Linked DNA regions of Mus musculus: region 1 is linked to region 2. Evidence: chromatin contacts called from public Micro-C data. All regions are on one chromosome and are shown on one strand. Each heading gives the region's core, a stretch centred on a gene start, on an enhancer-like site or on the middle of the called end of the contact. The rest is flanking DNA. Distances are from core to core; before and after follow the strand shown.

Region 1 (4,686 bases), core at 376-2,875, 110 kb before region 2:
GTGATTTGAATCCCTCTGGTAAAACAGACATAACTCAAAAGCACCAAGGATACAATTAACCATTGCTGACATTTTTTTAAAAATGTGACAGAATAGCAATTAATGTGATATATAATTCTCTAAGGATAAGAGAGGAGACAGCTGGAAATTGCTGGGATTTTGTAGCTGGTTTTAATTGAAGTCAGATTTTCATATAATGTGCACTTTTTTTTATAAGGTTGTCACTTGTAGATGTCTCTTCATGCATAACTAAAAATCCAGAGCACATACATCTAGAAAGTGAAACTAGGCTGTTTAACAAGTCTTTCTAATTGATGATTCATGTTGAAACCAGCAAAACAATAACAGTTCTTTTATGACATATTCAGAGGCTCTGGGATATAGTTGTGTGGTTAGCTAGAATGGTATTGACTCTCCCTGCTATTGATCCCTTCAGAAATTTCTCTGAGCAACATTAGAGCAAAAGAAAATGAATATTCTGTTTAATTTTCCTGAGGAATAATAATCTTCGGTTCCTTAAAAAAGAAAAAAATAAGAAGAAAAATTACATTGTGTTAATGTAGCCAGTCGGAGCCTTTTGTCCACAGGAATCCAACCTACCACTGGGTGGCAGCCGTACACTGAACATGTGAACATGTGGCCTGATTCTGTAGTGGTTTGTACAATCTTGGTAGTTCTTTGTTTGGGCAACTGAGTGTGTTTTAGGGCATAAAAGAAAAAAAGGGGCCAAATGTTGGGCTTGGCATAATATTGTGTCAACTCCCTTAGTCACTTCAACTGATCCATTCATAATTAGAAATGTTGTTTAAAAGGCTTAGACTCCTTTTTAGGGACATCACTTTGGAACTATGAACCTGGAACCCTGGCTGGTATGTAGAAGGTTGAGCCGGGAGTCAAGGAACAGACCAAAAGAGCTTCTCTTGTTCAAGACAGTGGTCACTGCTTCTTGACCTAGGTACTAGAGCAACAGAAATTCCTCTGGAAGTTTTTCTTGGTTTGTAGTTCAGACTCCCTCCCTGTGAAGGGAACCAGCCTCATTTTCTCTCCTTTTTTTTTTTTTTTTTTTTTTTTAACATGTCAGCATAAGCCTTCTCTGAAAGGCAGGCTGGCTGCCCAGGCAGAGGTGAGACTGTGAAGTTTATCTCATCTTCGAAGAAGATGTAAATGGAACTCATTCATCCTTTGAAAGAGAAAAAAAATATCAGACGTCATGGTAGTAAACAAATCAAATGTTTTTGGTTCGGTAACTAGATGCTGGTGACCCCAGGCTGTTTTGCAAGTTTTCTGACTTCGTAATTAGGCCAGTCATTTATTTTGTCATTAGTATTTTATTTGGGGATTGAGGATAATGGGGGTGGAATTGGTATTAGGAAAAAGAAAGAATGAGAGAAAAAAAAAAAACTGACTCCAGAGCACATTGCTGATGACGTGCAGCCTTAATGTTTACCATAATCAACACACATTTTTTTTTCTTTTGTAGAAAGACCCATGGTAGGTAGCTAACCTGAGGTCGAACAAGGAAATGGAAGCCAGAATCTTTGAAAATAGATACAATTTCCCCACCAAGAGACAAAGGAAGTCAAACAGTATACCTAGAAGTGGCACAGGCAGTTTCATAGTAACACCTGCTTGCAAGCCCTTTGTTCAGTGCAGAGTTTCTGGGTCCCTCCAGTGTGCCAGGACAAGAAAACAGTTATTCTGGAAGGCCAAAGAATTTTGTGGGTGTTTGTGTTTATCTGGTTTTGTTTGGTGGGAGGTGGTTGCTAGCTGTTTAAGACTGAAACAGAAACCAAGTTCTTCGTCATTTGGTTTGAACATAGAAACATTTGCCATCGTTTAATGCCATCAATCTCCATCCTGGAAAATATGGGTAGGTTTGGTTTTTATTTTGAATCCTTTACTGCGAAGTAGTAGCTGAAGCTGTGCCTGCCCCCCCTAATCCTGTGTGTGCTGGATTCAATTTAATAGCTGGATGTGGTGAACTTGGACTTGGGGATAGAATATTTTTGAGAGAAGAGTGATCTTCAAGCGTAATTTTTGGTTATTCTTGACTCGAGGAGAACAGGAGACTGCATTGGTTCTCTCCAGAGCCTAACCCCAGAGTCAGTCCTGTGCCCAGCCCCAAGTTGGCACTTACATGGCAAGTCTTCCAGGCAGAGTCTAAGGGGCCAGAGGACCTCTCCTTAGATCACTTACCATCCCCATTGCATGTAGGTGACCTCCTGGTGCCTTGGAAATCAGCATATGTGATTGCTCAGGTAAAAACAAAAAGCAGGACTGTGTGGTTTGCTGCTGTCTCTGGAATGCTCTAAAATGCAAGTTTTCGGTTCTGCTACAGTGTATTTGCAAATTAACTCTACGTTAGCTTTAGAGTCCTGTGCAGGTGAGATCCCATCTTAAATAGAGTCTCTGTTTATCTCCCAGGAGTGTGTTACCTAAGTCACTGGCCTCAAAGACTCAAGGTGTGTCTGTAAGGCATTGTCTCCTCAGCTTTACCTCCTCCTCCCCAGTGCAGCTGATAAAGCCAGGACTTCACGTATTCTAGAGGAGACAAAGTTCTAATTTTTACTTTCATGGTTATGACCCCCTATTTGGAATTTTCAGAATGTGTCCATTCATTCATTTGCATAGTCAACAAATGATATTGAAGCCCAGTTACATGCCAGCTACCACAGAGGAGTGTAGCTCCTGTCTCGTGTGATCATTTGGGCATGAGACAAGTAAACAGGAGGCAGTGTGTTGAATGGTCATCTGAGTTGAAATAGTACTACAAATAAAAAATCTAGACAGGGCATCCCAGATGAGGCAGCACCCCTCCCCCCAACAATAACAAAGAATGAACAATAGTATGGTAGTTCTTGTTTGTCAACTTGACGTCTAGAATCACCTAGGAGCTGGTCTCTGGGCTGAGCCTGACAAGATAGTGTTATCTTAATTACATTCATTGATGTGGGGAGACCCATCTTAATTGTAGACTGAACCATTTCATGGCTTGGGTCCTGGAGTGAATGAAGAAAAGAGGGAGAGTTGAGAGAGCAGACGATTTTCTTCTGCCTGTGAGAGCAATATGACCAGCTACTTCAAGCTCCTGCCGCCTTGATTTGCTTTTATGATAGGCTGTGCCTTGAACAATAAGCTAAAAGAAACCCATCCGCCATACAGTTGCTTTTGTCAACAGAAAAGAAACCAAGACAAATAGAAAGGACCTGGACAGAGGGGTGGGAAACAGCAGTGGTTAGCTGAGGAGTCAATGTGGGCAAAGGCCCGAGGTAGAAGCAATAGAACTCCTAGAAGCAGCATCAAGTGATGTAAATGTAGAGACATAGGTGCCTAAGCAACATGGCCTGAGAGACAAGCAAGACTAGAGAAAGAGATATAGATACACAGACACACATGCACATGCGCGAATGCGTGTACGCGCGCACACGCAAACATATTCTAGGCCTTCTAGGATCTGTGAGTGATATATGGTGGGATTCTTAGACCTGTCTGACTCCATTTGAAAGTACAAAATACACACACACACACACACACACACACACACACACACACACACACACAAATCTGTAAGGAGGGAGTGGAAAAAGTGTTGAGAAAGGGATGGGTGTTACAAAATTTGTGTTCACAACTCAGTCAGATGTCATGTTAGAACAGGGAGCAGAAGAGTAGAAACCAAATAAAATATGGCACACCTGGGTCCTGGCAGGATGAAGACCAGAGAGAAACACAGTCTGACCTCTGGTAGACTCAGTAAAGCGTCACTTTGATTACAAAGCCAGAATAAACATAAATGAAAGTCAAATTGGAAGGGAATTTTCACCTCCAACATTGGGTTAATTTCCCCCCCTAGCATTTCTCAAATGTCTTGAAACCTTTTATACAGCACAGTCACGAGTGCGCAAGACAGAGCTGGTGAGTGAAAGTTTCACATAAAACAAAGCAAATGATCTGGCACTCTCTGAAGCCCAGGGGCTAGAGATGGCTCCGCACATCAACATTAGGAGTTGTGACTAAGTGTTCCTGTCAGAGAACTGAGGACACAGAGACCAAAGCTTGCTCCTAGCCCTCTGCAAGAGCCCTGCTAGTCATCTGCTCCTTGTCAAAATGACTCGGAGAAAAGAGATATATGGAGAGTCAGGGCCACATGGAGCAGCTCTCCAGGCTACCTCGTAGGAACCCAAGGGTGGATTTATGTAGGTGGGGCTGCTTGTCCCTGTACTGTAGGAGGCTCCTCCTCACATCATGGTTCACCCTAGTACCACGCGGTATTTTATGAGTGAGGTTAGTGTGTGATATATGTGCCCTTTGAAGGTAGAGTAAGAGGGTAGGATTTAAAAATAGAACCCAGCTTCTCATAGCAGATTACATCAGCTGAAGCTGAGAGCCCAGCAGAGCCTCTGAAGTCTGTGCCCTTGAGAGCCTCTGTGGTCAATTAAGTGTCTTGTTTTTCTTGAACGTCAGAAATGGGATGGGAGGTAATTATTCTAAATGGAATAAAAGCTAGCCTAGGTGTAAGAAAATAGTTCTGAAGCCTCTAAAGAGATAGCATGGAAATGTATATGTGGGCATTTGTAGGACTCAGCCTTTATAGTCAAGGGTGCAGGAACCACTGCCTTAACCTGAGCCATTTACTAAATAGTTTAATTAAATCCTGCAGCATTAGCTCAGTGTTTCATTACAGTAATT
Region 2 (5,301 bases), core at 2,708-5,207:
GTTTTAGGCATAAGGATCCCATTGGGATGCCCTGTTGGTGGTCAACATTTTAACATGAGGCCCAGCAATGGGCTTAATCAGCAAACAGCTACCTGCTCATCGCTCTGAAGAAAAACTTGCATACCTTTTTTCAGAAGACAGAACTTCATACAAAAAGAACTAAAGCAGAGGTTTAAAGATGTATATGGTAAATTAAGGATGAGCCATGCCAAAATTTCCAGGACAAACAGTAAATGTTTTAAGAAATGGAGGAGCTTGCTTCCATAAAACAAGAGGGCTAAAGGCCTCTAGTCATGCTCTTCAGGCAGGCTACAGGGTTATGACAGAATGCTGGGTTACTCAAGTCAAGTGACATTGTAAGGTATGGCATAAAGCTAACATTAACACAGGCTCTTCACTTTCATCTTTTGGGATGGACTGTTATTTATTTCGACTTCCCAGCATACAGGAAAGAGATGCGTATGACCCTCTCGGAAGAGATGTATGGTTACTAGTTTTATTACTGTGTTATTGGTATTCAGTTTTAACCCTTCCCCTTTTGAGACAGGAAACCATAGATCTTGATTTCCTGATGGTTTTGGGTGTGGTCATGAAGTCACCATGTTCCACAAGAAAATGGGTATAAAACATGAAAGGAAAAACAGTGCTTTGATACAGCAGCTTCTTGGTTGCTTTTCAAAATCCACTGTCTTCCTTAGTTGGCCATGTATTTCAGTTAGATATGATCCGATGCTTCTCTTCTGCTAGTTTTTTCCCAGTCTGGGGAAGATAGGAGAAAGGTCTTGTCACACCATCCTCTGTTGGAGGCTACCATGGGCAGAAACCATACATATATGTGCCCAGCTGGTGAGGGTGGGGTGACAGTTCTTGTTAGATCTAATGTCCTTTGGTCTTGAATATTAGGCTGGGCTTAGGTGTCAAATGAGGTCCTTTTAAGCTCGGGAGATCTGTTCTGATCTGGAGCAGGCCCCTGAAGTGCATCTGCTGGGCAGGAGATCTCATGTGTAGTCCCAGCTTTATCTCTGTTGCTTTGCTTATCACCCCCTCTCCTTTTGACCACAGGACATTAGAGGAAACGTCTGTCTCATTATCATCAGAAAGTGTTCCTATGATGCTCTTTTAAGTGCTGTGCAAATAATTTGCACCTGGTTTTAGTCCTAGTGGAGACCTGGAGGATCTGAGGGTCGGTCTCCTCAAAGAGCAGTCGGCTGGCTTAGCTCTTAACTGCAAGTCTGTGATTACTCCCTGGGGACCCTCTCAGACCTCTGCAAGAGGTTAGGAGGAAGGGGAAGTAAGTGTGTGACATATTTTCACTGGGGATTTCTTTAAGATCTCATTACACACTCTATCAAGAACTGAGATAAACTAATCTGTCTCTATCAGTCTTGTCCCATCTAGTATCCTCATATGACCTCCATCATGATGGCTTGAGGTTCTCTCTTGTCTCAGTATGTCAAATCGCTATAAGCTAGGGGTTATAAGGGCAACCCACGTAGAATTCAATCAAGGTTACCTATAGTAATAACCTATTAGGATTACTCTTTGGAGAACTGTTGGGTTTAGATTACTTAGTCTTGCCATTACTAGCTGTTCCTATGTGTACGAGTTGTATCTCATATATTATGACATAATACATGCATAGACTCTGTCATTACAAAGTAATGCACCCATTGGGTATTATGCTGAGAAATAGGGAGATGAACTGAAAGCATGAAGTGCTTCGTTCACTATCTTAAGAGTTCAGTGTCATTTAGAGCAAGGATCAAAGACGATTTAAGTAACTCCCATCCCATTCTGTGTCTTCGCTCCTGCCAGTTTTGAGACTTTTCAGCCACATGGCGAACACATTCCTAGCTGCTCCCTGCTAGGAGGTACCCTAATAGAGAGACATTTATCCCAGCTTCTGACGTCGCCACCTGTTGGGAAGGAGGAGAGGCATGGATTATCAGCCAGTGAAGTGGATGCTCACGTGGAATGATTTATAGGAAAGAGTCCCAGCTCATTTATAAATCACTGGCATGAGGCGCTCCTTTGAAAATTCTCTTCTCATCTGGAAGACACTTTGGCTGTCTAATCATGGTTTGGGGGGAGTTAGGGTGGGGGGAACAGAAGTAGAGGGAAGAGCTCCAGTGAGGCTGAACGGGGGGGATTTCAAGCCCATGAAGGGAAGGGAAGGGAAGGGAGAAGGGAAGGGGAAAGGGAAAGGGAAAGGAAGGACCTAGCCTTTGACAGGAAGAGCTAGGAAAGGCAGTGATTGTAATGGTAGAGAGACTGGGCCTGGGTATGACCTCCTGTGGGCCTGCGTCTTTGAAGGGTGAAAGGAGAAACCGCAGATGGCTCCTGGCCCGTGGGACTTAAAGGGAACCCTCCGGCAGACACCAGAAGGCACCTTGCTTCAGTCTGATTTCTGAAATAGCCAAGCTGCTTCTCGGTTGAGGGAGACAGACAGCATGTGCCGTTTTGAGTACCTCTGTGAGCTGTAGCCATTGCTGGAGGTGCCCTGAAGATGGAAATTAGTTAACTGAGTCTCAGGCCAAGGTTTGTGTTAGCCAGCCCTTCAGGGGACATGAAATTCCCCAAGGATCATGGGATTTGTCCCTCCTGAGGTGCTCATTGAGAAGGTGGGTTTGTTCATGTTTCTTCTTCTTTCCCCAGAGCCTGCCAAGGCTGCCTCGGACCTGACTGCCTGGTTCAGCCTCTTTGCTGACCTCGACCCCTTATCAAACCCTGATGCTGTTGGGAAAACTGATAAAGAACACGAATTGCTCAATGCATGAGTCTGCAACCTTCAACAGGGAGCCCTCGGGCCACTCCGCGGCACCTCATCCAGGGCTTGCAGAAGTCTAATATGCTCAGTGTGCTGTTTTAATATTTACATGCCATTTTAATAAAATGAGAGGGTCAAGGCCCTGTTTCTATCGCTATAGTTATTCACTCCTGTTTGGTTTGTATGTAGTCCGTGTGCATTGAACAGTAGAGGAGTACACAGGGGCCGCTGGCAGGCCACTGCTTACTCTTGCTGACACCCAAAATCCAAGGCTAAATCACACACCTGCATGTGGACTTACACACGTCCTCAGGGGCACCAGGAGGCTCAAAGTGCTTTCTCACGTCCCCATCCCTCTCAGAAGAGGTGTCAGGAAGAGCCCTTCTGCCATGCCACTGTCCACTGAGCTCTGGATGAAGATCCAGACAACCGAAGACACTGTCCCCTGCCACACTTGACTGCGGCCACGTGCCACACTGGCAGAGGAGTGGGGCTGCTTTCTGCTGCATGGACCTTTCTATTGAAGGCAGCCATCCTTGCACATCCTAGTGTCTCCTTTTATCTTTTCCGTAGCTGAATTCAAAAGCATAAACTCCAGGAGCCTCATGGAACCTTTTTTTTTTTAAACAGAAAATTTTAAACATTAAGACAACATTTGCTATACAAACTCAAGTCGTGGATTCTGTGTGGAGACCCAGCTGTGCTAAGAAAAGCATCATTGAAGGTGCAATAGAGGGGCAGGGGGCCCCATGGGCAGTTCTGCAGCTATTGGTCAGAACTGTACATCCCCAAATAAGGCAGCCAGCTACAAGGGCTGCCTGGGACTTTTGTAGGACCAAGAAATAGTGGTAATTACAGATTCACATGTAGCCACATCAACAACTTAGATACCCTGTCAGACTCCCAGACCCCAGAGTTTCTCTATGTCACAGGTAACCTGCTAAGTTAGGGCCCTCTCACATGCCCTCATGTAGACCTAAGCAATGCACAGAAGGCCCTGTGTAAGTTAGTGGTCCAGAAAAAAAGGTTCTCTGTGCTTAGGCCTCTTGAGGGCTCCTGTTGCCTATCTCAGAGAAGGCTCCCTGGGCTTCCTTCAGAAACTCACCCTCAGAAAGGACCTGCCTGCAGTTCTAAAACCACTCTGAGGGCTGGAGACACGGGCCGTTACAGATGTCTTCTTGGTAAAGGAAATGTCTGGGAGCCAGCTGAGGGCCTGGCTTGGGTAGCTTTCCCTGGCTTTGCTGTCTTGTGCTATCAGAGGTCTTGTTGCCAGAATCGTCTCTGGCAGATTTCTCAGCTCCACGTTAATACACTTTGAGGTTGTCACGATACAGAATCAGAACCCAACCTCACACTCCTCTAAACACAGGCATGCTTGCCACCCCTTTAATGTACCGTCCCAGGGGCCTGTGTGCTATGTGAGACTCCATGACAGCCTTCTTCAGTCCTCAAGAGCTTCCTCACAGTCCACCTCCACCATGAGAATGTGGAGCCTCTACCTGCACCTTCAGTTCTCCAAGGATGAAGCTCTACTGTCTCCTGAGAGTTTGGCTCCTGCCCTACCGCTCTCCTCCAGCCATGCCAGGATGGTGCTTCCTAGCCTTGACAGATACGTGCTTTAGACACATGCCTCTACCATTAGACAGTGCCACTTGCGTGGATTAATGATCGCCAGGTCAAGTTGCCCAGCATGGAATGAGGAGTAAGGGTTCTAGTTTCATCCCAGGTCACATTTGTTTGTAGCCATGGAAACCCCAGAAGTCACAGTGAGGAGCTGAATCTGGAAGGCCTGTCTGGCTCCGTCTAGGCGATGGGAAGGCATGGAGGTTGAGGGAGGTAGAGTTTGGAATAGGATAAGCAGTAGGAGGCTGCCTTTTAAAACTGATCAGTGAGTGGGGGGTAGTGGATCACAGTGGTTGAATAAGCTTTGCAACCGGAAAAGGAAAGGGTTGCTCATGGAGGCATTTTCTCCCCAAATTGTCTTTATATTTCTCATGAAAAGGAAAGAAAAGAAGAAGACTCAGTCTCCTTTCCCATCTGCAATCCACTGGGGCAGCCTCTTGATCCCTGTTGAGAGGCACGTTTTGACCCTGCTCACACAAAGCCCCTTGACCACCTCTCCTAAGTAAGGGGAAGCAGCTGCCACCTGGCTCTCTTGTAAGAGCCCCGTACACCCGCCTGGCCAAGAGGCTTCCTCTGGGACCCACCTTGGGGTCTCCCCAACTGCCCACACAAGTGTGATCTCTGCCATGAAGGAGACAATATGTCTTTACCCTCTTTGCCAAACAAGTCTCGCTTCATCTCCAACTCCCTTCGGGCAGCCTGAGCCACCGTTACAATGGAGCTTGAGCTACAGGTAGACCCAGGCTCTCCTTGGCTTTCTGGCTATTTCTGATGGCTTCAGCATGACCCCCGGTTCCCCTCCCTTTTCCTCAGCTAACAGATAAAGAACGCACACACTGTAAGGAGGGACGAGGCATGATTCTGTTTGTGCCTGCCTTCTTTCCCCAACTGGCACTGGCTCTCGGTTCACT

The links. A called contact is a pair of places that touch in the nucleus more often than the background predicts.
Region 1: a contact with region 2 is called in a Micro-C map of the G1E-ER4 cell line, with 2.4 times the contacts expected there. The contact joins two enhancer-like sites. A contact is called at or near these places in 2 of 15 datasets of contacts at CTCF or cohesin (CD8 T cells and large pre-B cells), 11 of 484 Hi-C or Micro-C datasets (B cells, the G1E-ER4 cell line, centrocytes and 5 more), 3 of 115 datasets of contacts at active chromatin or transcription factors (CD8 T cells, effector CD8 T cells and extraembryonic endoderm stem cells) and 2 of 9 other capture datasets (adipose tissue and pancreatic islet).

Annotation. Positions count from the first base shown.
Region 1 is chr6:8,732,275-8,736,960 of GRCm38.p6, reverse strand. The region is part of intron 6 of Ica1 (islet cell autoantigen 1); the gene reads left to right. Among named protein-coding and RNA genes, the nearest start is that of Ica1, 44 kb to the left of the region's middle. Within about 2 kb of position 1,625, at least 59 of the 459 cell types and tissues checked have an H3K27ac peak or open chromatin away from gene starts, as enhancers often do. A contact at or near this core is called in the G1E-ER4 cell line, where this site is marked.
Region 2 is chr6:8,628,152-8,633,452 of GRCm38.p6, reverse strand. It overlaps Ica1 (islet cell autoantigen 1), which reads left to right. Exons shown (of 14, transcript NM_010492.3): 14 at 2,656-2,926. The coding sequence ends at 2,777. Among named protein-coding and RNA genes, the nearest start is that of Gm35621, 7.5 kb to the right of the region's middle. Within about 2 kb of position 3,957, at least 9 of the 459 cell types and tissues checked have an H3K27ac peak or open chromatin away from gene starts, as enhancers often do. A contact at or near this core is called in the G1E-ER4 cell line, where this site is marked.